Regions from separate parts of the Mus musculus genome. Here regions 1, 3, 4, 5, 6 and 7 are each linked to region 2. The links are chromatin contacts, called in public ChIA-PET, Hi-C, HiChIP or PLAC-seq and promoter capture Hi-C maps. All regions are on one chromosome and are shown on one strand. Each heading gives the region's core, a stretch centred on a gene start, on an enhancer-like site or on the middle of the called end of the contact. The rest is flanking DNA. Distances are from core to core; before and after follow the strand shown. Region 1 overlaps Ext1 (exostosin glycosyltransferase 1). Region 2 holds the start of Ext1 (exostosin glycosyltransferase 1). Region 3 overlaps Samd12 (sterile alpha motif domain containing 12). Region 4 overlaps Samd12 (sterile alpha motif domain containing 12). Region 5 overlaps Samd12 (sterile alpha motif domain containing 12). Region 6 overlaps Samd12 (sterile alpha motif domain containing 12). Region 7 overlaps Ext1 (exostosin glycosyltransferase 1).

The links. Promoter capture Hi-C pulls out the DNA fragments that hold promoters and counts their contacts. HiChIP or PLAC-seq counts read pairs in DNA pulled down with a chosen protein or histone mark. A called contact is a pair of places that touch in the nucleus more often than the background predicts. ChIA-PET counts read pairs in DNA pulled down with a chosen protein or histone mark.
Region 1: a contact with region 2 is called in a promoter capture Hi-C map of hippocampal neurons, with 7 times the contacts expected there. The contact joins the enhancer-like site here to the promoter of Ext1 in region 2. A contact is called at or near these places in 17 of 39 promoter capture datasets (the 3T3-L1 cell line, 3T3-L1-derived adipocytes, the C10 cell line and 10 more), 3 of 15 datasets of contacts at CTCF or cohesin (the NIH/3T3 cell line and large pre-B cells), 28 of 484 Hi-C or Micro-C datasets (the AML12 cell line, the C2C12 cell line, CD4 T cells and 16 more), 39 of 115 datasets of contacts at active chromatin or transcription factors (the 3134 cell line, the NIH/3T3 cell line, the SCID.adh cell line and 32 more) and 3 of 9 other capture datasets (adipose tissue, liver and pancreatic islet).
Region 3: a contact with region 2 is called in an RNA polymerase II ChIA-PET map of memory CD8 T cells, with 7 read pairs. The contact joins the enhancer-like site here to the promoter of Ext1 in region 2. A contact is called at or near these places in 3 of 39 promoter capture datasets (3T3-L1-derived adipocytes, macrophages and pre-B cells), 2 of 484 Hi-C or Micro-C datasets (the C2C12 cell line and cortical neurons) and 3 of 115 datasets of contacts at active chromatin or transcription factors (embryonic stem cells, large pre-B cells and memory CD8 T cells).
Region 4: a contact with region 2 is called in an H3K27ac HiChIP or PLAC-seq map of bone marrow-derived dendritic cells, with 2.5 times the contacts expected there. The contact joins the enhancer-like site here to the promoter of Ext1 in region 2. A contact is called at or near these places in 4 of 39 promoter capture datasets (the 3T3-L1 cell line, 3T3-L1-derived adipocytes, macrophages and 1 more), 6 of 484 Hi-C or Micro-C datasets (B cells, the C2C12 cell line, beige adipocytes and 3 more), 1 of 115 datasets of contacts at active chromatin or transcription factors (bone marrow-derived dendritic cells) and 1 of 9 other capture datasets (adipose tissue).
Region 5: a contact with region 2 is called in an SMC1A HiChIP or PLAC-seq map of the NIH/3T3 cell line, with 4 times the contacts expected there. The contact joins the enhancer-like site here to the promoter of Ext1 in region 2. A contact is called at or near these places in 5 of 39 promoter capture datasets (the 3T3-L1 cell line, the C10 cell line and macrophages), 2 of 15 datasets of contacts at CTCF or cohesin (the NIH/3T3 cell line and large pre-B cells), 2 of 484 Hi-C or Micro-C datasets (the AML12 cell line and conventional dendritic cells), 5 of 115 datasets of contacts at active chromatin or transcription factors (bone marrow-derived macrophages, embryonic limb bud, embryonic stem cells and 1 more) and 1 of 9 other capture datasets (macrophages).
Region 6: a contact with region 2 is called in a Hi-C map of adipose-derived mesenchymal stem cells, with 5 times the contacts expected there. The contact joins the enhancer-like site here to the promoter of Ext1 in region 2. A contact is called at or near these places in 4 of 39 promoter capture datasets (the 3T3-L1 cell line, 3T3-L1-derived adipocytes, the C10 cell line and 1 more), 2 of 15 datasets of contacts at CTCF or cohesin (the NIH/3T3 cell line and large pre-B cells), 12 of 484 Hi-C or Micro-C datasets (the AML12 cell line, adipose-derived mesenchymal stem cells, bone marrow-derived dendritic cells and 5 more), 6 of 115 datasets of contacts at active chromatin or transcription factors (bone marrow-derived macrophages, embryonic fibroblasts, embryonic limb bud and 2 more) and 1 of 9 other capture datasets (macrophages).
Region 7: a promoter capture Hi-C map of liver shows a contact between it and region 2, with 5 times the contacts expected there. The contact joins the enhancer-like site here to the promoter of Ext1 in region 2. A contact is called at or near these places in 16 of 39 promoter capture datasets (the C10 cell line, the HPC-7 cell line, embryonic stem cells and 10 more), 6 of 15 datasets of contacts at CTCF or cohesin (CD8 T cells, the G1E-ER4 cell line, the NIH/3T3 cell line and 3 more), 51 of 484 Hi-C or Micro-C datasets (the C10 cell line, CD4 T cells, CD8 T cells and 20 more), 35 of 115 datasets of contacts at active chromatin or transcription factors (the SCID.adh cell line, bone marrow-derived macrophages, craniofacial prominence and 23 more) and 6 of 9 other capture datasets (adipose tissue, embryonic stem cells, embryonic tail and 3 more).

What each region holds. Positions count from the first base shown.
Region 1 is chr15:53,106,544-53,109,769 of GRCm38.p6, reverse strand. Ext1 (exostosin glycosyltransferase 1) reads left to right here. Exons shown (of 11, transcript NM_010162.2): 2 at 2,199-2,292. Among named protein-coding and RNA genes, the nearest start is that of Gm41323, 170 kb to the right of the region's middle. Within about 2 kb of position 1,464, at least 16 of the 459 cell types and tissues checked have an H3K27ac peak or open chromatin away from gene starts, as enhancers often do. A contact at or near this core is called in cerebral cortex, cortical neurons, forebrain and 1 more, where this site is marked.
Region 2 is chr15:53,344,686-53,347,869 of GRCm38.p6, reverse strand. It overlaps Ext1 (exostosin glycosyltransferase 1), which reads left to right and starts at 1,687. Exons shown (of 11, transcript NM_010162.2): 1 at 1,687-3,184. The coding sequence starts at 2,507.
Region 3 is chr15:53,490,874-53,494,407 of GRCm38.p6, reverse strand. The region is part of intron 4 of Samd12 (sterile alpha motif domain containing 12); the gene reads left to right. Among named protein-coding and RNA genes, the nearest start is that of Gm23200, 120 kb to the left of the region's middle. Within about 2 kb of position 2,172, at least 13 of the 459 cell types and tissues checked have an H3K27ac peak or open chromatin away from gene starts, as enhancers often do. A contact at or near this core is called in memory CD8 T cells, where this site is marked.
Region 4 is chr15:53,472,226-53,475,728 of GRCm38.p6, reverse strand. The region is part of intron 4 of Samd12 (sterile alpha motif domain containing 12); the gene reads left to right. Among named protein-coding and RNA genes, the nearest start is that of Ext1, 130 kb to the right of the region's middle. Within about 2 kb of position 1,393, at least 24 of the 459 cell types and tissues checked have an H3K27ac peak or open chromatin away from gene starts, as enhancers often do. A contact at or near this core is called in adipose tissue, bone marrow-derived dendritic cells and macrophages, where this site is marked.
Region 5 is chr15:53,562,212-53,565,781 of GRCm38.p6, reverse strand. All of the region lies in intron 4 of Samd12 (sterile alpha motif domain containing 12), which reads left to right. Among named protein-coding and RNA genes, the nearest start is that of Gm23200, 49 kb to the left of the region's middle. Within about 2 kb of position 2,296, at least 32 of the 459 cell types and tissues checked have an H3K27ac peak or open chromatin away from gene starts, as enhancers often do. A contact at or near this core is called in the NIH/3T3 cell line, where this site is marked.
Region 6 is chr15:53,541,414-53,544,612 of GRCm38.p6, reverse strand. All of the region lies in intron 4 of Samd12 (sterile alpha motif domain containing 12), which reads left to right. Among named protein-coding and RNA genes, the nearest start is that of Gm23200, 70 kb to the left of the region's middle. Within about 2 kb of position 1,497, at least 22 of the 459 cell types and tissues checked have an H3K27ac peak or open chromatin away from gene starts, as enhancers often do. A contact at or near this core is called in the NIH/3T3 cell line, adipose-derived mesenchymal stem cells and embryonic fibroblasts, where this site is marked.
Region 7 is chr15:53,194,892-53,198,488 of GRCm38.p6, reverse strand. The region is part of intron 1 of Ext1 (exostosin glycosyltransferase 1); the gene reads left to right. Among named protein-coding and RNA genes, the nearest start is that of Ext1, 150 kb to the left of the region's middle. Within about 2 kb of position 2,073, at least 32 of the 459 cell types and tissues checked have an H3K27ac peak or open chromatin away from gene starts, as enhancers often do. A contact at or near this core is called in embryonic stem cells, hepatocytes, intestinal crypt epithelium and 4 more, where this site is marked.

The DNA of each region.
Region 1 (3,226 bases), core at 215-2,714, 240 kb after region 2:
GTGGAAACTTTGAAACTTGTTACAATCCAAGACACTAATAAGATTTTACATTTTTAGCAGCTTAATGATGAGGATGTAGGACTCTTCTGGTCCCTCCGGGGTTTCTATTCTCAGTATCTTAAACCTTGCAGGAGTCTGAAGTATATTCGACCTTTCTATATTAAAAAAAAAATCAGTTTAACTTTCGCTCATCAATTTGTGTCGGTATATTCCCCCCTCTTTTCTACCTATTAGGTAAAATTCAGACATTATCAACATTTGAACTTGAACATATTTGTCAATTATTTTTCTGTGTTTGGTAAAAAAGAGAGAGAGAGAGAGAAAGCGAGAGAAGTCATTACAGTCGTAATTTAATATTTTTATTTAGCTGAATTTGATCCTTCTTAAAAATCCTTTCCACTTTGAAGTCTATTTTGCAGCTTAATTAATGCAGCAAGGGCTTTTTATTTTGCTCTCAATGGAGATAATCTTAATCTATTCACAGTGACCTTTTCTTGTGCAAATTAGTTGTACATGCTTGTTTAAGCAAATGGTCCTTTGCATGATGTCTCTTCTTAATGACGGGTTTATAATTGAAAATTGGCTTACTCCCATATGCCTAGTTTATATGAGAATATAAAAATAGATGTGGACTTTAAAAATATGAATGTATGTATCAATATCCCAAAAAAAGTAGAGGGAAGAATCCAGTGCCTCCAGGCTATGGTTAAATTAGACTATTAGAGTTAGAAAATGCCGGTGACATATGCTACTGTCAGAGTCACACCTGTCTGCGCTACATTGGAAGTGCTTGAGAAATGAGAGCGATTTCATCTTGGCTGTGCAACTCAGAGCCTTTACAGGACATGAGGCATCTCTAGCTTCCCGAGTTCTCTTAGACTCTTAGTTAAGTCGAAAGTGCGTGCTTAGGAATGTATTTGGTATTAATAACTTTTACAGGGGGAGCCTCAAATAATTAAATGCTTTTTTTGGTCCTGAGTCTCACTGACAATAAGAGACAGGTGATAGTCATGTTATAATTTTTCTGGAGTCCCCCCTCCCCCCAAAACAGTGTAATACCATTAAATGGCATTTGAGTAAAAAGAATAATCACCATGCTCTATCCCAGTTTGCAGTTCCCCCTGGTAATTTTTTTCTTTGTTCTGCCTCTGCCTCATTCTTCACAAAGGCTTTCTTCTGCTCCCCATCCTTGGCCTCCCATGCCCTATTCCTCCTGGCCCCCAGCCCCGAGTCTTTCCCCAAAAGTCAAAGCAGCCATACTTATACACAGCACTATTTTTCTGGAATCACTAAATGTTCTTGGTTAAATGTAGAAACTCCAGTTCGAAGAGAAAACAAATGTTGGCTTGCGCTTAAGGTGGAGGTTTCCGAAGTATCTTTTAATAGCATGGTGTGGGGAACAGAGAACAAGAAGAACATTTCGTGTTGCTGAGTGGTGTGGCATTAAGGGAGAAGCAGATGTATCAGGAATGCTTCTTAGTCTATGGCAGCAAACTGTTTCGTCAAGCGGGGGGGAGGAGGGAATCTGGCTAGTGCATGCATGCCTGCAACCAGCTACAGATCAACAGAGGCAGAAGTGAGTGGATCTCTGTAAGTTTGAGTCCATCCTGCTCTGCATACCAAGTTCTAGGCCAGCCAAGGGTGTGTAATGAGACTTTCTGTGCACCCCTCCCCCACCTGATTTAGGAAGCAGAGACTAGGCAAGACAAATGGTTATGAGAACCATTAGACCTGTCCCTTTGTTTTTGTTTTGTTTTGGGTTTTTTTGTTTTGTCTTGTTTTGGGGTTTTTTTTTTTTTTTTTTTTTGGTTTTTCGGGACAGGGTTTCTCTGTATAGCCCTGGCTGTCCTGGAGCTCACTTTGTAGACCAGGCTGGCCTCGAACTCAGAAATCCGCCTGCCTCTGCCTCCCGAGTGCTGGGATTAAAGGCGTGCGCCACCACACCCGGCTAGACCTGTCCCTTTGTAAACTGTTTGCAAAAGAGATCCTTATTGCTTCATACAGCATGATTGTTCCTGTTTGTCTTTCCCATGCAACAAGCTCTTGCCCCACTAAATGGGAAGGTGAGAGTAGCCCTTCCTCAAGGCTTAGTTATTTGGGGTAAATTGTTAAGGTAAATTGATGCTCTGCTCTGAACCTCCATCATCCGTTTTTCCTCCTGGATTTGCACTTGCTGATCAGACCTCTTATTGTTCTAGATATGATTATCGGGAAATGCTGCACAATGCCACTTTCTGTCTGGTTCCTCGTGGTCGCAGGCTTGGGTCCTTCAGATTCCTGGAGGCTTTGCAGGTAAGAGACTATGAAAATTTACCGCAGCAGGTTGAAGATTGGAGCCAAACTGGTTTCAAGCTTTTCATACTTGTCTAGAGTCAAAAAAAAAAAAAAAAAAAATAAGCCCAGCTTTTGCTAAGGAACTAAAAACACTTCCCAAGAAAATCTGAAATGGTTTTGAAGAGCCAGAATTGGGAGCAAGATTGACTCCCTGATTTTGGACATGAGAGCAGTTAGTAAGCGGTCTCACCACCGGGAAGACTGGATTCATCAGGAACATGTTTGCAGACAGAGGGCAGATGGGCAGATCCCATTGCTAACATTGGCTCTTGAGTTTGGAGATGGGGGTCTCTCCTTTTTTCCTGTCAGCCAATGTCAGGAGCACACCCAGCTTTGGGATTTTTTGGTTTGCAGCCTGTCTTCTTGAATGGCAAGAGAAATATGCCCTCTACCTACCTACCTACCTTCCTTCCTTCTTTCCTTCCTTCCTTTCTTCTTTCCTTCCTGCAATAATTTACAATTTGTCTGAATCTGTGTATTTGAGGGGTGTTTCATAGCGCCTTCATCCTGTCATTTGAACCGTAAGTCCTACCCTTTCCTCAGGCTGAAGAGCTCCTGTCTCTGGCAGAGCACTTCCGGTGCTTTGTGCGCTCTGAAAAGCGTACCTTCACTACTCACTAGCATTCTGGAAGCTTCATGGGTGCCATAGGGAGCAAATTGCTCTCTGGGTTGAATAAAGACTTCCTTGGCGACTACATTTCGTCTTCAGCCTGTTGACATCCTAGTGCAGACGGGAAACTAGTACAACTGCAGTTTGCACTACACACTGGAGGGAACAAGGTTTTGAGTTAGATGCTTATAGAAAAAGGAGAGCTAGATGTTACAACAGTTAAGTCCACAAAGCTCTACCTAGACAGATGGACCCCATCCTGTTCCCCACTGGCTCATGACA
Region 2 (3,184 bases), core at 438-2,937:
CAACATCAACCACTAATGAACTGAATGCAAAGATGTGCTGTGAGCTGAGGGAACCACAGTTAGACAAGAAAAGCAAGAGACTTTGCCAATGCAGGATAAGAAGAGTCCTATCTTCTACAGGGTGCAGGTTGTTTGACAGCCAGATCTCAACACAAAGAGCTCTGTCTTGAAGACTGTTCATTGCAATCCCCCTGAGACCTGGGGTCACTTGTGGCTCTAATCTCTACCTTTACCTGAACCGTTTTCATCCTGCTCGGAAAATGACTGAACCCTTACTCTTGTTTCAGGCCTCTCTAAATCCTGTGGTGGGGACAAAGTAAATCATGAAAACCTACTTCATCTTTGGCAGGTTCAAAATGGGCAGAGGTTTCAGAATGTACCAAAATATCCCACCCAATATCTCTTCCCTTCTTTATTCAAACAAATCTGAAACAACAAAGGTTGAAAACTTTCCACTCTGCCTTATTATAACCATACCATGGGTACACAACCGGCTGGGGTTTTCAGTAGCCCGAGGGAGGTAGGGATGTGTCTGCTCCCAGCTCACTCACTCCCACAATAAACAATCACTAAACAGCTTGCTGCCCTAGGCAACTGCTTGTCCAGCTTGGCCAGGCTCTGAGGCTAGGGTGGGTAAGTGTTCTAAGCCAGAATTCAGGCTGTGAGGCCAGGTAATGCTTGGGAGTCTAGCACAGCTTGGAGGTCCTGGAGGTTCCTTTCAGAATCATCCAATTAAGTTCACTCAGAATGACAGGGGCTTGGGGCAGGGGAGTCGACAGAAGGAAGGTCAATTGAAGGAACCGTGGCACATTTATTGTAAATACATTTTTTTTTTTTTTTTTTTTTTTGCTTCAAAGGTTCCCTTCTACAGCTAGGGCCAGGTGACATCTTAAAAATACCACCTCAGGAAGAATAACAACACCGATGGGGGCAAAATGAAATGGCTTTCTTTTCAGCCATTAGATCCCTCCCGGCCCAATATCAGTGAATAGAACAGGTGGGAGGGATTCGGGAATGGAAGAGAGGGCACGCAGATCAGATGGCTTTAGGAGGTGTCTTCTCACACTCAGCCACAGATCCATCGGACTGTGACAATTCCTCCTTATTGTTGAGGATTAGGGTGTCTCGGCGAGGAAGACAGAAAAATAGGTGGATTACATAGGGGAATTAGAAAGACCACTTAAACGTTAAAAACAAGACCCACCAAAAAATTGGTCCTCAGCGGGTCCAAGTGTGGGGGGAGAGACATCCCGACCTGCGCTCGCTTTCCATGAAGTCCCCACCCCCCTTCCCCTCGCTTCTCCATTTTCAAGGCATCCTTCTCCAGGAACCGGTCCTCTCAGCCTCCCGGCGGGGAGGCGTTCCCGGCTCGTGGAGACCCGGGGCATCCCGAGCAGCGGGCTGCTGGCCACGTCCCCACACTTCCTCCCGCGCCTCTGGGGCCCGTCTGGTCCGGGTTGCATTCCCGGCCCGGCGTGCAGAAGGCCGGCGGTGGGCGACGCCCGGCCGGCTAGCGCTCCGCCCGCCGCCCGTGCGCTCCTGGGTCCCCGCGCCCGCGCCGCGCCGCGCCGCGCCGGCGCCTCTGCCGGCCGCCGGGGGTTATGAATGGGCGCAGCGGAAGCCCCGCCCCACCCGGACGTGACGCCCGGCCAATGGCAGCGCGGGCTGCGTGGATGGATGAGGTCAGCGCTGTCGTGTCGGGAATGGAATGTGTAAGTGTAACATTCAGAACCGGGTAACATTCGGCGACCGAACGCGGCGGTCGGCAGTGATAGCGCGGGGCCTGCGAAGCACCGCTCGGGGCCGGCACTGCCCGCGGGGAGGACGCGCCGCCGCCGCCGCCCCGCGCCGCCTCGTGCCGCCGGCCGGGCCGCCGCGCGCCCGGGGAGCCGGCCCCGTGAGCGCAGGAGTAAACACCGGCGGAGTGTGGGAGCCGCTGCAGAAGGGAATAAAGAGACATGCAGGGATTTGTGAGGTTACGGCGCCCCAGCTGCAAGATGCACTAGCCGGCTGAAGCCGGGGCGGATTGACTTGTTGGAACCGTAGTGCTCTGCACCGGAGTGTGGATGAGTTGAAGTTGCTTTCCCCGGGCTCGTTCTCCACGCCGCCGAGAGGAATCCGAGCGGAGAGGCAGTCACTTCGTCTTGCCATTGATTGGGTATCGGGAGCTTTTTCTTCCCTGCTCTCTTTCTTTTCCTCCGTCTTGTTGCATGCAAGAAAATTACAGTCCGCTGTTCGCCCGCCCTGGGTGCGAGATCTTCTGCCCGGCTCTCTCCCGTGCATTGTGCAGCCCAAAGATGAAAGACCGAAGGGGAGAAAGTTAAAGAAATCGCCCACATGCGCTGGATCAGTCCACGGCTTGGGGAAAGGCATCCAGAGAAGGTGGGAGCGGAGAGTTTGAAGTCTTTACAGGCGGGAAGATGGCGGACTGGAGCTGAAAGTGTTGATTGGGAAACTTGGGTGATTCTTGTGTTTATTTACAATCCTCTTGACCCAGGCAGGACACATGCAGGCCAAAAAACGCTATTTCATCCTGCTCTCAGCTGGCTCTTGTCTCGCCCTTTTGTTTTATTTTGGAGGCGTGCAGTTTAGGGCATCGAGGAGCCACAGCCGGAGAGAAGAGCACAGTGGTCGGAATGGCTTGCACCAGCCCAGTCCGGATCATTTCTGGCCCCGCTTCCCGGACGCTCTGCGCCCTTTCTTTCCTTGGGATCAATTGGAAAACGAGGATTCCAGCGTGCACATTTCCCCCCGGCAGAAGCGAGACGCCAACTCGAGCATCTACAAAGGCAAGAAGTGCCGCATGGAGTCCTGCTTCGATTTCACCCTTTGCAAGAAAAACGGCTTCAAAGTCTACGTGTACCCGCAGCAGAAAGGGGAGAAAATCGCCGAAAGTTACCAAAACATTCTAGCGGCCATCGAGGGCTCCAGGTTCTACACCTCGGACCCCAGCCAGGCGTGCCTCTTTGTCTTGAGTCTGGATACTTTAGACAGAGACCAGTTATCACCTCAGTATGTGCACAATTTGAGATCCAAAGTGCAGAGTCTCCACTTGTGGAACAATGGTAGGAATCATTTAATTTTTAATTTATATTCTGGCACTTGGCCTGACTACACTGAGGACGTGGGGTTTGACATCGGCCAGGCGATGCTGGCCAAAGCCAGCATCAGTACTGAAAACTTC
Region 3 (3,534 bases), core at 923-3,422, 150 kb before region 2:
GCCCATGGTTCTATATGCATTTTGACCAGTTGTCATTTTTCTGTAATGGTCTCTACTGCCAATTAATTAATTAATTAAAAGCTAGAAAGAAAGAAACAAGCAAACAAACAAATAGAAAATTAAAAAACCCTTCTTTCCTGAGGGATGAGCACTACATTTGTCTGTGGGTTTAAGTATAAATATTTAGAAGTCAGTTATAATTGATATGGATTTGATGAAGGAACAGTAGAGGGTTCTCTTCTAGAGCCCATGATATCACCAGCCATGGGTAGTGAGATGAGTCTACAATAACAAACATGAGTTCACTCCTATTGAGTCCATATAGATAGCTATTGGTTATGTCCAGGTTGTGTTTGCCACTTTTGGACATCTCTAGATGTGTTGGCCACTGTTGGACACCACTAGATGTATTTGCCCTTCTAGTTGTTTGTGGGTGCTAATATCTGCAAGGAGGATTTTCTTGACTCTGTAACAAAAATAGAATCTCTCTGGTGATTTTTATGTTTAGAAATTTCACTGTGATTACTTGTCCATATTCTCTCATAATTTCCATTGCTGAAAGATATTCAGCATGAAGCTTTAATATGCCTAAGGATAAATAACTTGTTCTGGGATAATACTCTGCCCATCAAAGTAGCAATAATAACAAAGTCTCTCAATAAACAGGCTTTATTATGATGATTTTGTGAGTTACTGCTACAATTCTTACTAGAAAATTGGCTGGCTCCTCATTCCTCAACTTCCTCAGGAAATTGAATAGAGACAATAGTGACTTATATAGAAATGGCTTAAGAATTAAATAGGGTGATAAATATAAAATAGTTATCATGGACCAACATGTTAAGACAGCCCCTGACACAATAAGTGGTCAGTGTATATAGCCCTGTAGTCTCCCACCTTCATATACATGAATCTGTCATATAGAAAGTTGAGGGGGAGGCCAGCTATGAATCTAGAGAGCAGATTGGGAGCATCTGAAGAAACAGTTGAGGCCATTCCGCAGACTCCCTTTGCTTTGAGCCATTTCATTTCTTTCATAAGTTGTTGCCCTTCTGAGGACTTCATCCCATTCCAAGAACTCATACAGTACCTTTATTTTAGAGAGCTCAAGATCCACCACTGCACTTGGCCTATGCCTGTGTCTGTTTCTGTCCCTGGGCTGTAGGCTCCTGGAACACAGGGAGTGCTCTAACCTTATCTTACGCACCTAGGCCCAGCTGCTCTTCAGGAGGCTCTTCATAAAGTTTTGCTGAATTGAAATAAACTGCCTCAAATCACTTAACATGCTGTTTTAGAGACTTGGTTGAACTCCTAAACACTGAGCTCTAGAAAGGTTCTGGCCCATTAACCCTATTCCCCTGCAAGCAGTTAGTGAACTTAATGATCTCGATGCCCCCAGTATGGCACAAAGCCCACTCCCTTGCAGATCGCTCCTGGAACCTTTCCTCGCACCAGCAGCCTCCAGAAGTACTAACAGCAAGGCTTGTCCAATAGCATCGGAACTCATTCTCTATAAACTTAACACACAGTGACTTTCTTGAGGTACCAGAAAACCAATCCTCATATTCAGGGGAAGGATGTTCTCCAGGGAACTGTGAGGTCTTTTGTTTTGTTTTGTTTTGTTTTGTTTTGTTTTGTTTTGTTTTGTTTTGTTTTGTTTTTTGTTTTTATAATTGTGTCCGTCTAGTAAAGCACCTTACACGTGCACACTCAACATTTGCTGAAAGAAGAAAGGGATAAAAGGAAGAAAGGAGGGACAAGAAAAGAAGAAAGGGACAGAAGGTTACGTTATTTGGATTCAGGATGTGTAGCATTTAATAAAGGAAAAAGACGAGCCCAAACTACTTTTACTATTTTCTAATAATAAAACATCTTTTATGAGTGGTCTTATGACCTACATAAGCATAAGGCAAGCAGCAGGAATGCATCACTATATTTTGGTCATTTCACTAAGTATTGTCTCCCACCCTCTGCCCTCTGTTGAATTCTCAGTTGAGAAATAGCTGTAGTAGGTGAGCAATGATAATGCCATTGACTAAAGATTGATGGAAACAGATAGAAACCCAAGATGGTTTTAGTGCCAGAAAGGCTGTTTGCTCAACAATCAACAACATCAAAGAACCCGAGCGTTTCCCACAGAGCTCAGCAGTTTTGCCAGTGGTGCACTGAAACTCACACCTCTGCCACAAGCCTGTTTCTGACATGAAATAGAAAAGTCAGACCTTTAAGTGTTGATACTCAGAGCGGCTTGCTTGCCTCATTATCCAGGGAGCTACCCTCTGAAGTTTCCTTAAGTGCTATAAAATTAAAAGGCTTGGCTTCAAATTTTTATAAATTCCATCTGTTTTGGGTTTGTTTAGTTTCTTCTCTTCTCTTTTCTTTTTAATCCTGAAACTAAAATTTTAGATAGCAAAATGTCTGTCTGCAGTAATCCTGAGAGATACTGCTGTTACATCAAGCATTGCCGCTATGCTTATAACTAGCAATATCTTTAAACAAACCATGTGACTAGCATCCTAGCCCCAGTTTTCTTTGTGATGGTGGAATATTATGCTTTGTCCTCACACCACCCATTATTAGACATTCTTAACGTTGTTTCTCTCTTTTTTTTTCTTTTTGTCTTGATACTTGGAGTTAGAAAATGAAGATAATAGTAGCCCCTTTGAAAGTTCCCTGCACTTCCTGTGCCCTCTTCCTTTCTTAAATCATTACCATCACTGTGTAATCTGAGTGTTGGTTCCTGGGTGAAGAAGAGAAGCTATTGTGACGGAGTGAAACACAGTTTCTCCATAGCCTGCCACCAACACATCCCAACCATTAATCATACCCTGAGTTTACCTTAGCTCTTTATGTATCTTTTCTTAACACAGCTCCATTCAAAAGGACCTATTTACTACATACATTAAAATTTTCTTATTTAAGATTGTATCATCTCACAGAATGAGAGCTCTCTAGACCTAAAAGTTCTTTTGCTCCTTTTTTGTTCAATAACATATCCAAAGTTCAAAGCAGAGCCTGGCTGGACATGGTAGTGCAGGCCTGTGATCCCAGCACTTAAGAGATTAAGGCCCAGAAGATCACAGCCTGGACCACATTGTTGAGAGCCTGCCTGAAAAAAAAAAAAAAAAGAACACGAGGCTGGCACATAGGAACCCTTCCCTGTACACTTCTATTGTCACTGTTAGCAGTTTAGCATGCTGCTGTCCTGTGTATGTAGCACTTATGGAAAATCTGGGGTCAAGAGCCACGTGATGATTTATAAAAGATGACACATGAGCAAATTGGCAAGAAAAACCAGATCTTCTTATCGCAGCCCAATTCTTTGCCTAACTCCCAACTCAATCTTGCCGCACTTTTATTATGCTATAAAACGAATAACTGTTTATGAGTTCATTCCCGGGCACATTATTGCTTTTATATCACATCAAAGAACTTGAGACAGGTAAAAGATATAGCCATATTGATCTCAGAAACTCAGCTTTTCTCCCTCCCTCATGGCATCCTGAATTGAGGCTCATTTTGAGAACGAGAGAT
Region 4 (3,503 bases), core at 144-2,643, 130 kb before region 2:
GGTAGTACTAATGCACCCCAGCTTCTCTGGGCAAGAGTTCTCCCATTTTGAAATAGAGCAGATTATCATATCAACCACCAAGCTATGGGGAGGCTTCAAAGGACCCATGTGAACCCCATTTTCGCATGACAGTGTGCCACAAATGTGAGCTGCTATTATCCCTTCTCATCTGTGTTCCCTGATTCCCTCATCCAAACAGAGATGATAATAGTAGTTCCCCACCACCACCTCATTTCCTTTGGGCCCTGACAGGCTGAAATGCAATTAAATGTGTGAAAACACATTGGAAGTTAAACACTGCATGGTAAGATGGGACAAGGGCCGCTCGCTGCCTATCCTTAGCAGAAAGCTGGTCCCAATTGCCTGGACCACAAGTCAGGGAGCTTGAATCTCTGAACTGCTGGCTGCAGGTGTGTGCATGGGAGTAGCTTCTCTGGATGTAGAACGTCAAGGTGAAGGCCTTTGCATTTGACTGGTCCAAGATTATGTAAAGATGGCAAGGAGACATCTAAGCGAGAAATAAATAAGGTTTAAACCCTGCAGCCTCGCAAATCAGTGAAATTTCAAAAGTCATACTTTTGGACATCTGGGCTCTATTACCTGAAATCCCATTAAAGCTTCAGCTTCATAATTCTGCGTGGAAACTGGTAAATTGCAAGATCCTGCCGATGGCCACCAGCCAGTTCAAGCAATTAATCACAAAAGTCCCCAAGTAGGTTTGTACTTCATGCCAAGTGGATTCTTTGAGGGGAAACAGTGTACACAAAAGAAAGTGCCCAATCCACCCAGTTTCATAGCAACACACTTTGTAGCTCTGCCCACACAGAGAAATGATCTGTTATCATTAAGACATCGAAGCCTCATAACTTTTTCCTCAATGGAAATTAATACTCACTATAGTCCAGGGAAGATCTCCAAATCTCATTAACTGTAACACAGACTATAACCTGCTGATTCCAGTTTAGACAAACCAAGCCCAGCCCTTTCCTCACCCACACTGAGTTGTCATGGGGGGAGAGGGAAGCTTGGGCTCAGTTTGAGCGGAGTGCCTTTTTATTTTCCCCATTCTGGTCTGCCTTCGCTACTTACATCTGCCCATTGTGTCCAGGTCCCAAATCAAAGGCCACTGCACTGTAACTTTGGATCCTGGCTTCAGAATCCTGACAGAGAGACTCCAAGCTGGAACAGCTCATAACAAAGGTTCTATTTCCCCTAAGGTTTCTTGTTTGGTTTTGCTGAGTCCAAGGGGTTTGAGTAAATCTTCTACACTTCAGCATGTTTATAAAGTTGTCCTTAATTACCATTTTGTATATATAGGGATTCTGGGAACGTGCAGAGGGGAAGCTTCAGGCCACACTGAAGAGAACAGGAAGGAGGCGGGTGTCACAAGAAGAAAGCTACTATGTGAGTGACAGCAGAGGGTGCTCCCCTTGCTGCATCACTTTCGTTTCTGAAGCCAGCTTGCTCAATCTCTGTCTTCATTTTCTCCTCTACACTGCAGTAGCAAGTACTTTTATTTACATGTGGACCTGCAAGTATAAATGAAGTAAAAATTAAAGCTAGAAGTTTCCATAGGCTGGAGAGACAGACGGCATGGAGCGTTAAGAGCACTTGCTTCAAATGTGAGAACCTGAGTTCAAATCCCAAGTATCACCATAAAAAGCCAGGCAGGGCACTGACCTACCTCTAACCACTAATGCTACAGAATGTGGAGCCAGGCAGATCTCTGAGGCTACCTGGACAGACAGACAGTCTAGCCAGTGAGCTAGGTTCAGTCAGAGACTTGCTGGCTTAAAGAAATAAAATGGAAAGTAATAGAGTAGGATACCAGACATCCTCATGTAACCTCCACACAAGTGCAGGGATATATGCATCTGCATACACTCATACGATCAGGTATACTATACACACCACCACCATCACTAACACACACACATACACACACACATACACAATGTACTCTTCACACTTCACTGTGCTCAGTGAACACATACAGCTAATGGCTACTGTATTCCAACAGTTAGAACACTTCAGTCACGCACACGCACACACACATACACATGCACACACACACACACACACACATACACACACATACACACACACACACACACACACACACACACACACACACACACACACACAAAGCTCAAGCTGCCAGTGAGTGCTACGGTAGGAGGTTGGGAGCCCTCAGACCTTGCTAGAGTGTGGTCCATGTATTAGTAACACTGAGTGGTCCATGTCTTCGTGACACTGGTATCATCCTAGAGAGCTTGTAGAATTCCATGATCAGCAATATGACAGCCTGTGGTTCATCACAGATTGAAAGTTAAGAAGCACTCGCTATGGTTACCCTCGGCTTTAAGAGTGTGCGCTGATGTTCATCATTGGCTGTCACCTCTGTTTGTTTGCTTTTAGCTTGCATAGCACTGTTCCCTGGAGAGGCTCTTCTAGGCCCTGTTGAGACTACACATTGAAAGGCGAATCACTAAGCAGCCTTGGAGACTCCCATAGAAGGGTGCTTCTCTCTTTCTCTTGAAAAAGCTTCAGGCACTGGAGAAAAAAAAAGTTTTTTTAATCATTCCTTCTCTAAAGAAGAGAAATCTTAGGTAAGGGTGCTTTTCTGTAAAAGGCCATGTTGGATTGGCCAACAGGGAACTCTTGACATTAAGTAAAGTGAAATAGTGCAAACAGGCGGAGAAGAATAGAGGAGTGAATGACAGAAAAAAACCGCAAGCAGGGAAAAAAAGAAAACCTGAGTTTGCTCAGACAGTTGGCAAGCAGGAAGCAAGTTGTAAGCTGGGTTACAGAAGCCCGGGTAGAGAAGCCAGGAGATAAACTAGGAAGCAATCCCCAGGATGTTCCCGGCCAGCTGGCTGATGTTGTAGAAGGGAGTTGCAACAGAGACTGGGATTGAACTTCAAAATATATCCCTGTGCTCTCTCTTTGATTCATTGTTGCTACTACCACTGGACTGAGTTTTCTATGGAAGGTTCGGTAGGCTTTTAGCATGGCTGTCAGAGTGCACTGACTTGAGACACTTACCTCTCTGTCCAGTGCAAAGGATGGAATCACTGAGGTTAGCCCAGACTAATTGGCTGTACCGATGGCATCCCTGCTGAGAGCAGCTGGCTGGATGGTCCTTTCTCCCAGAAGTGCATCATTTCATATTTGTGTGGTACAAGATGATCATCGGCGGCTCTCAGCTGGTATCTGGTTCACTAGAGCTGTGCATCAGAGGAGAGTGTTGCTATTCTAGGGGAAGTCATTTCTAAAGACTCAAGGCAATAGCTACCCTAAATGCTCACAGACTTTTAGATCACTACATATAGTGAAACCCCTATCCCACTTCTCAATAGAGAGGAAGAGCGGGCACTCCACCCCAGCTCCTTCCACTCAGACCTGAAGGAACTGCTAACTTTGCTCATGAAGCTGTCTTCATAGTTTCATATGAAAATTCATTCTCTCCTTCTACAAACACCTCAAGAGCAACTTTGATATCT
Region 5 (3,570 bases), core at 1,047-3,546, 220 kb before region 2:
CTGGTGAAGCAATTAACTTCATGTTCCATTTGCTGATGGTGGTGAGCGCCTAAGCTGATCATGTTTGCAAAAGCTACGTCAATCTTTTCGGCTTGCTCCGCTCATGGGAAAGTAGGGATGTTCAGCTGGGCGCTGGAGCTTCTGGGTAGAAAGAAAAAGATTTACACTCAACGAACAAGAAAATGGCATTCGTGACTATCAGTCTGGAAGGAAGGGTTTTTCTCTGGTATGCCATAGAGGGCTCTCTGCCTGTATCCCTAAATGCCTGTTCATGCCTCACTGCTAAGTGTCTTCCCCACCTGATGCGACAGTAGGTGGGTCTGACATGACAGCAGTCCACTCTGTGGTTGGGAAGCAAAGCTAACTCACATCAGTGGCCAGATATCTTAAGCTGAGTGAGTTGTGCTAAGTATTCTAGTGTAGACTTCTTACTACTTTGGAGCTACGTCCTCAGTGCCTACGTTGTGTGTGGTAATGGTCCCATAGGGCAGGCTGGGCTGGAAGACTTGGCAGGGAGCATGTTTCCCACATACGCCACGCCCCTTTCTTCTCTTCAGTTTTTAATCCAGCCACAAGAACCTGAATTTTCCAATAGCACGCATGTGCAGGATAATGAGGTTGGAAGAACAGGCTTTTAGCCCTGGGGAGAGGACATCACATTGAGACCCATGAACTGACGGTATGTTGAGAATATTTGGCAGTTCATAGCTTCAGCTCCCTTGAGCAGCATACAACTGGCTCCAATTTTCACCAGTTATAAAAAATAAAAAATGTAAAAGATTAAAAAAAACAAAAACAAAACAAAACAAAAACCCCTACTAGCCAGTACAATCCTAAATAAGGTTGTAATTTTCCTGAGAATAGGTAACAAGGAAAGTTCTTAAAACTAAATATAAGATGGTTTTCCTGCTTTTTGTTTTCAATTTTACACATTAACCTTTGATCATAAGTATTGATTATTGCCAATGCTTTGCTGTGATTGGCGTGAGAAGCAGACGTTTTCTGACCCACCAGAAGGTAAACATCAAGATAACATTTCTTTTTTTTTGAATAATTATTTTTAATTAGGTATTTTCTTCATTTACATTTGAAATGCTATATCAAAAGTCCCCCAGACCCTCCCACTCCCACTCCCCTACCCACCCACTCCCACTTCTTGGCCCTGGCGTTCCCCTGTACTGAGGCATATAAAGTTTGCAAGACCAAAGGGCCTCTCTTTCCACTGATGGCCAACTAGGCCATCTTCTGATACATATGCAGCTAGAATCAAGAGCTCCGGGGTACTGGTTAGTTCATATTGTTGTTACACCTATAGGGTTGCAGATCCCTTTAGCTCCTTGGGTACTTTCTCTAGCTCCTCCATTGGGGGCCCTAAGATAACATTTCTTAGAGTTAACTCAAATCACCCAAGCTGACTGTGTAAAAAACCCACAGCCCTCGTACTTACTCGTCAGTTGGCCTGTCTAAGATATCTCCCTGCTGTAAACGTCAGCACCTCGGATGTATAATGAAGCAACTCAAGGAAAATCTGTTCAGTACTTGAGAACATTCATACAGATTCTGCTTTTGGTCCCTGTGAGGTCTTGGGGCTACTGATGAATGTGTGGCTAAGCTTCCCGCACATCATGAATAAAGGAAATCAGGAGATCATTTGCAAAGTTTGTGGAGTTTGGGTTTTTGATGTGTTTTGTTTTGGATTTGCTTGGTTTTTGTTGTTGTTGTTGTTGTTGTTGTTGTTGTTGTTGTTGTTTGGGTTTTTTTTTTTTTTTTTTTTGTTAACAGAGTGAAGACGAAACTTAGTCTGGCTGAGGAGGTATGGTGCCCTGGGAGCTACCGTGAGGGTGAACATGGGTTTTGTTCTGTCTCTCTGTCTCTCTCTTTCTCAATGTGTGTGTGTGTGTGTGTGTGTGTGTGTGTGTGTGTGTGTGTGTGTGTGTGTGTTATCCAGGATCAAACCCAGGGCCTTGTACATACTAAGCAGTCACTCTGCTCCTGACCTATATCTCCACACCTAAACACAGCAGATTTTGATCCAAGGATTCCAAAATATGTTTTGCTAGATTTGTCCAAAGCCCTTGCTTCTGGCATGCTGTCATTTATCCTAAGCCACGGAAGTCTATAGTATCATCCTGTAGCCTTTTTTTTCCACCCAGTGTATAAATCCATTTTCAGCACTCCGATGAGAAGGCACTCAGATACTTTCTTTTGCCAGGTAAAGCAGGAGCTTGCTTGTGTCCAATTGCTAAGTGCCTAACAAGTTGTCAGCCACGTGTCAGTGACTCACTGTGGACCCGATACCAGCCCCAGAGCTTTGCCTTTGTCTTTTCAAGAGAGAAAAACACAGGACAGTTTGCACAGATCTGGGTCCTCCAAGCATCTTTCTCCAATGCTAAATTTAAAAAAAAAAAAAAAGATTTTTTTTTCCTGGGGAGTAAATTGCGATGGATGGCCATAGAGAAGCTCAAGGGTGTTAGTAAATATTTCCTCACAGGAGACACTCAGAAACCAGACCTCTGAAACATCTGCTAGCAGCTGGAAACTCTCATGATTTAGTTTCATTAAAGATACCAACGAATAACTAAGCCAGAAGGGGAATTCTCTATTCCATTCCCTGGAGACTGTGATTAATAAGTGACTTTGCATGTCTTTCTTTTTCCACTTCCTGTTTTTCTCCCTAAAAGAAAAAAAAAAAACCTATTCACTAAACGGTGGGTATAAACAGGATGGGAAAACCTGAGTATCCTAGGCTATTTAGGAGCTGATCCAAGCACTTCTGCTATTTTTCTCACACACATTCATTAGACCTGACTTGCCTATAGACCAGGATGGCACTCTCTTCTTCTGGACAGCCAAAGAATAGCACTGTAACAGTACTGAACAGGGCCTGTAGAGTGGTGAAGAACATAGGTGCTCTTCCAGAGGCCCTCGATTCAATTCTCAGCACCCACATGGCAGCTTAAAACTGCCTGTAACTTCCAGTTCCAGGGGATCTGACATCCTCCTGCAGATATACATGCAGGCAAAACACCAATAAATAATATCAATAAATGAATTAATTTTTAAAAGAAAGAGGATTGAAAAAAAGGAAGAAGTGATGAAGAGTGGGCAGTGTGGTGTGCTAGCCTAACACAGGAGTTCTCAGGGAGTACACCCCAACTCTCAGAACATCCCATATCAGTTATTCTTCATATCAAATGTTTACATTACTCATTATTATAGCAGCAACACTACAGTTATTAAGTAGCAACAAAATTAATTTTAGGGTTGGGGTGAATCACCAAAATGTGAGGAATTGTATTAAGGGGTTGCAGCATCACAGTCATCTATAGGATGGAACGCAGGGCCCCCAATATAGGAGCTAGAGAATGTACCCAAGAGCTGAAGGGGTCTGCAACCCTATAGGTGGAACAACAATATGAACTAACCAGTACCCCCCAGAGCTCGTGTCTCTAGCTGCATATGTAGCAGAAGATGGCCTAGTTGGCCATCATTGGGAAGAGAAGACCCTTGGTCTAGCAAACTTTATATGCCCCAGTACAGGGGAAAGCCAGGGCCAAGAAGTGGGAGTGA
Region 6 (3,199 bases), core at 248-2,747, 200 kb before region 2:
ACAAATAACACAAAAGATATAAAAGTGTCTATAGTTATATATGAATGAGAAGTTATCAGATTTTAAAAGCAGTTGTTTAAACTACTCCATGCAAATAATTTGAAATTTTAGATGAACAAACAATACACAACCATATACAGATCATCAAAACTAATTTAAGAAAATCAAGGAAACCCAAATGAGCCCATAAGAATTGAAGAAAGAAAACTGTTGATAAACTATTCCCCACTGGAAAGTACTAAACTGAATGGTTGTATATGAAAGTTCTTCCAGTTATTCATGTCAAAAATATATCAGTTCTCTTAGACAAGAAAAGACAAAAGGATATTCCCAAATTAATTCTATAAAAGCAGTATCAATCTTGGGTCCAAAATTTGACATAGTATAATAAAATCAAATTGATGCTGGAGAGATAACTCACCACATAGGGCTTGCTGTGCAGCTGTGGGGGCTGCTGTGTGTGCCCAGCACCTATATAGCAAGCCAAGTATCAGACATGCTCGTGACTCCAGCTCTCACGAATAGGACCACATCCTGGGCCAGGGGAGCCTACAGCCACACAAATATGTGCAGATGCACACATGAAGAAAGAAATGTTTTTAATGAAAAACATATACCATCACCAAAAGAAAATTTTAAAATTAGACATTGTAGATTTAGAGTGAACCCTGGAGACAAAGTAAGTTCAGAATTAAGAAACTAATACAAGTCACTGTACAACGTCATAAAAGGAAAAACATATCATCTCCATAGATACCAAACACTCATTCAGTAAAATTCTACAAATATTCCTTATTTTAAGACTTCTTAACCCTGTCTCGAAAAAGTTAATTCTTAATAATGGAATGGAATGGAATTCTCTTAATATAGCAATCTGGTGTCCTGGTTAGATGAGTCACTTAAGAAGAGAGAACTTCAACTGAAGTATTTCTTCCGTCAGATTGACCTGCAGGCATGTCTGTGAGAGCTTGTCTTGATTGATTATGGATGAAGGAGGAACCAGCCTAATGTGGGCGGCACCATCCCTAGGCAAGGGAGCTGGGCTGTATAAGAAAGCTAACAGAACATGGGCCAGAGAGCCAACCAGTAAGCAACATTTCCATGGTTCTAGCCTCCAGCTTCCTGCCTCAATGGGTTGGATAGGTTTTTTGTCAACTTGATACTACCTATACTCATCTGAGAGGAGGGAACCTCGGTTGAGAAAATGCTTCCCTAAGATCTACCCATAGGGAAGCATATAGGGCATTTTGTTAGTTACTAACTGAAAGGAGAAGGCCCAGCCCATTATCAGTGGTGCTATGCCTAAACTGCTGTTGATCCTGGGTTCCAAAAGAGGAGCGAGTCAGGAAGCAGCACTGCTCCATGACCTCAGCGTTAGTTTCTTCCTCCTGTTTCATGCCTTGGTTGAGTTCTTGTCCAGACTTTCTTCAGTGATGAGCAGTGTGGAAACTTAAGCCAACTAAACCTTTTCCTCCCCAAGTTGCATCGGTCAAGTTGTTTCATCACAACAGTAGTAACTCTAACTGAAATACTTGATTTTGTGCCATGGCCTCCCATAGTGATGGACTGTGATTTGGAAATGTAACTCAAACAAACCCTTCTGTCTCCTTGTTGGTTTTGGCTAGATGTTTTATCATAGCAACAGAATAAACTTGATACAAAGAAAGGTGAAAGATGAAGTCATACTTGATGAAGAATGATTAAAAATCTCTTTAAAATTAGAAATAGAATCAGGATTTCCCCACATCGACTCATCCAACTTATAGAGGTTTCAGCCTAGAGAAATATGAGCTAGAGAATAATTTGCATACCAGAACATAGGCATAAGAACATTTGTGGTAGCTTTTATTTTAATAGTAGAAAATTGGAAATTACCCAATTAACTTTTTTTATTTGTACATCAACTGTGATGTCTTTATAAAATATCTTCCAATGCAACTAGACAAAAAAAAAAAAAAATGACTGTATCACATGACCAAAGGCATAAGCCAAAAGCCAACCACAAAACACATATGCATTTTATCATTCAATTTTATTGAAATGTACTAAAGTTTATCAATGAAAGTGTGTTCCTATTTTTTGAAGTACATATGTAACTGTCAAAAACTAACACTGTTCCAAATCTTATTTCCATTTAGGAGTAGCATCGTGAGGGGCCATGCTCCTGTTGAATTTTCAGTTTGCTAAGCTAGTAATAGATGCTCAGGCATTTATTATTTAAGCTATTTCTTATAGTAATTTTATGATCTCTCATAATGTACCAAACAGCATCATCATTAGGAATGCAGACAGAACATGTATTCATTCTTGTGTACTTTTCTGTCTCCCCTTAGAAAGCATCATTTCCAGAAAACTTCCAGTGTTACATGCCATGAGTCATCACTTAACTATTTGCGTTTTTGCTTGTGTCACTAGTAGCTAACTTTTCTTATTTTATTTTCCTTTGCATTTTTCTATAACTACCCTGCTACTTCCAAGGGGACCATAGCTTTATGCCATGTAATGCCCTTAAAAAGAGGCTGACTTAATGATTTGCAAATCACTTCCTCAAATGTAATCCAAGAAATAGAATACGTGTTCTGTACAATGGGGAAAGTTTATTAAGTGAAGCATCATCCTGTAATTCCATAAGCACTAAGTGGATTGTTGGTTGTTGAGGAAACTAAATAGCTCGTGTAAAATGCTACCACAATGTTGGGCACAAAACTGTTGGGGATCATGGATCTAGTCCTTGTTTTTTGTTGTTGTTGTTTTGTTTTTTCTCCTTTTTTGTAAATTTTGAAAGTCAGCTGCCCCTACCTTTTTTATGATGCATTTTATGATTCATTTTTATGATGCTGTTTCTGTAGAACAAATTAACGAGAGCAGGTTTTCTCAGTCATGCATCTGGGTTGTCTACATTGCCTATCACGGCTGGTTGCAAAGAGTAGGAGCCCTGAATGTTTGCTGATTTGGACAAGCCTACTCCATTCCTTCAAGGCTATACACTAACAACCTGTTTGAAAACATCCATCATTTGATCTCTCAAGATTCATCCAAAGACCAGCTGGTCTCCTTTACTCTGAGTGACAGATAAACTCTCAGTGAGAGATAAACATCTCTCAAGACAATTGCCTAAGCAGCTACCTTGATCAGTTATCTCATCACAGAACTTCTCCTTAAAGTTCAGTGAAATGACTTACACAAAAGCTGATCCACT
Region 7 (3,597 bases), core at 824-3,323, 150 kb after region 2:
GTGCTTGGCTGCAGCCAGTAGCTAACTAAGACGTTAGTGGCCAATATAGAGTAAGGATTTCCTGTGTGGACCCAAACTTCACAAACTTCCATAGCATGGGTCCCCTTTGGCTCTATGCACTTTATCATCTGTGCAAAGTTTGTATGTTGTAAAGTTTTTGTGAGGGAAGGCTCCAGAATGTTCCTTATGCTTTAAAGCATCCATTCTCCTAAGTGTAGCACTTTAAGGCTGCTATTTGAGTAACAACAAGGACATTGGTTGACTTTGTTCTTTGTCATGTAGATGTAACCAGAGATACCCTTCCCCAAATGGCTATTGCTCTTTCCTTATAAGACAAGAACATTCAGACTTAATTGTGTTTTCTCCTACTTCACTGAGGATGGCATAATAATAAAGTCTTTATTCAGATATGGAGTCTTCTGGGCTGGTAAGATGCTCTGAGGATAAAGGCAAATGTCTGTAAGCCTGGGGACCTGGATTTGATCTCTGAGACTCACATGGTGGAAGGAGAGAACCAGTGCCCACCAATTGCCCCTTTATCTTCACAAGTGCAATGTGCTTTGGTGAGCACATAAATTTATATCACAAACACACGTTCATACCACACACAAGAACATACCATATCCACATCCACACCGTACACATACATACATATATACACATCCCACAATAAAAAGATACATAAAGAAATGCAATAAAAAGACAGTGCTTTCTGGCATGTTCAACCTTTTCCTAAGCCAGTCTATCCTTCTCTAGCCATATACATATTTAGGTTTCTCTTAAAAATTGCCCTGGATCTATGAGTGCTTAAGTAAGCTACTTTAAATCTCTTTTGGAAGAAATTTAGTTATAAATAAATTGCATACCTCTCCACATTGTAAAACCTGGAAGACTGGTTACAGGGGAAGGGTGCTGGATATTCACTCAACTATGATTGGGGGCAGGAATGGAGCCCTGGATTTTGCTTTTGCTGATGGAAAGAAGGCCTGGGAGCTGGGTCATAGGGCCTCTGGCCGATCTCCAAGGGGAAGCTAAGATAATCTCTACCTTTCAAGTACTACGTGAAGCTAATTTCTCAGGTACAATTACTTATAGTCTGCCATGGGGTTGCTTATCTTGTATACCCCATTAGACTTTGAGCCCCTGAGGACGGAAAGCCATCACTACCCTGTATGTTTATCATTTGGTTTGAATGTTTTCCCTAGAGTAGGCAGAAATGAGAATCAAGCTAATGATTGAGACACAAGTTGGGTGACTTTTGGCTCTCACGTGGATCACCATAAGGTCATTCTCAGTATTAAGACTGTCTTAAGTGTTGTGGAACTGTTTGGGGTGAAAGGACCATTAGCTTTGAGAAAGCTCCAAAACTTAGTGACGACTGGTATTTTTCCAGTGCAGATTTGCTGTCCTAGCTCTTAAGAGATTGAACGATTCATCTTAAATAGAAGTGATCTAGTTGATTCCTAAAATTTATAGGATGTAGTTTATGTTTTTTCATATAAATATTATATCAACAGAGATTAATTTTTTTTTAAAAGCAAGGTGACTCTGGATGAAGGTCAAGTGTATAAGCCCTGAGCAGACTTTAGGCCGTGATTGGAACTAGAGGCTACCCTTCCATTGTAACTGGGGTGCAAGCATCCATCCCCATGGTCCTGGCTTCTTCACGGATATAGATTCTACATTTCTGTCACGACTGCTCCTTTCCTTTTCTTCAGTCTTAGGTAGAACTGATAGCACGCTATGGCCCCATTTAACAAGACAAAACAGGTCTGGGTCTCAGGCTCCTGAGGAATTTTGTAATGATTCCTAGCTAAGGTGGCTCAGACCCATCTCAGAAAGCCACCCCATCAGTGACTTTGACCAGCCTGAAAGTCATCCATGTTTTTCCTCTATGAAATGCTGATGAAGCAAGCGGGGAACAAGGAAGTACGGGCTTTCAGAGCCAGGAGTCAGTTCTGTTTCACTCTCCAATATAAGTTTTTATTTCCCCCAAAGAGGATGGTGGGAAATCCCGCAGCACGGTGCCAGGTGGCAGTCAGCATTGATGCTGAAGACTGCACAGGAGAAGTTAATAATTAAGAAGGTGGTGGCCCTCCCACTCCTGAGGCAATGTCTGTCCTTTGCTAAAACAGTCCTCCAGCCAGCTCCTGATTTCAATGCCAAGAGTTGGCTCTATTTGTTGCTGACTCTTTTGTGGCTTTCTCGCTGTCTTTAAGCTACATGCTGACTCCTGTAGATTGCTCATCTGCAGGTTGAGTCTCTGCAGGCCCAGGCCTGCCTGTGCCTTCCTTTTCTGCCACAGGCTTCCGGAACAGGCACAAAGGGAAATGGGATTAAGCATCTCAAGGTATCAAGCGGGACTTTACCATGCCTAAGTATTTTCCTGCCTTGTATAGCATCTCCTAGAACAGTAGCATAAAATAAAAAGAAAAGGGAAGAAAACGAGAAATCATCACTTGGATTTTAATGCCAAATGGGGAACCGAGTCATACAGTCAGCTATTTCACTGGTGCGTCTAGATTTAAAAGATACTTTCTAGACCCCAACATATTTTTGTAGGTTATTTCCTCATTGTTAATGTAGAAATTTTGCACATTGACAACTTTCAAATATTCTGCATATGTAGATTTGTAGTCCAGCATATAAGTTAGATACAGAACTTTTTGATTAGTAATAGGAAGAACCCGCTTAGCTGGGTAAGTGGTGGCTCAGGTTTTTGCTTCCAGCACTTGGGAGGCAGAGACAGGCAGATGTTTATGAGTTCAAGGCCACTCTGGACTTCTTACTGGTCTACATTGTGTAATAACTTCCAGGACATCCAGAGTTGTGTAGGTAGGTAGATAGGTAGGAAGGAGGAGGCGAAGGAAGGGCAGATGGACGGACAGACGGACAGCCCTTCTGACTCATTAAACTTGAGCTCTTCTGCCATATGGTTATCCAGAGAGCACATGAAGTCCATGTAAGCAGAATGAGCTGGGGAAGTTACTGGGGTCTCCTTTGGAATGCCAAGATTGAGGAGCCAGACTGTGTGGTGTGATAATCTGATGGAGGAAATGCAGAACACAGGGGTAAGAGTTCTGATACCAGTGCCTGGCCTTGCAACTTGCTTAGTTCTCAGCCTCGGTCAGACTCAGTTTCCCTGTTATGTGAGGATAATGAATGAGATCGTCTCTTTGATAGCAACTCGGCCCACATTGGTTTCCAGAAAGTTATGACAAGGTTATGGTGATGTTCATTGTTGGTATAAAGAGTCAATGGTAATTTTTGCACTTTGAATTTAGAGAATAAGCTTACAAATAGAAGTGGTGCCAGTCATAAAAACTGCCTGTTCTTTTTAATGTGTGCATTCTTCCTTAGTAAGCATTTCAGCCATGGTCGGAGTGTTTCCAATTTAAAAGCCATGCAATGATTTTTTTTTTTTTTGCCTTAAAATACACAGTGTATGTCATTTCTCAGCAGTCTTATTTACACAGTGTGTTGGTAGTGGGCAAAGCTGTTATTTAGTGATTTTTTTCCCCCCTCATTTTTTCTTGTTCAAGTAAGAATACAATACCAAATCAACACTGCTTGGGAATAGAAGAAAAACATTGAGTT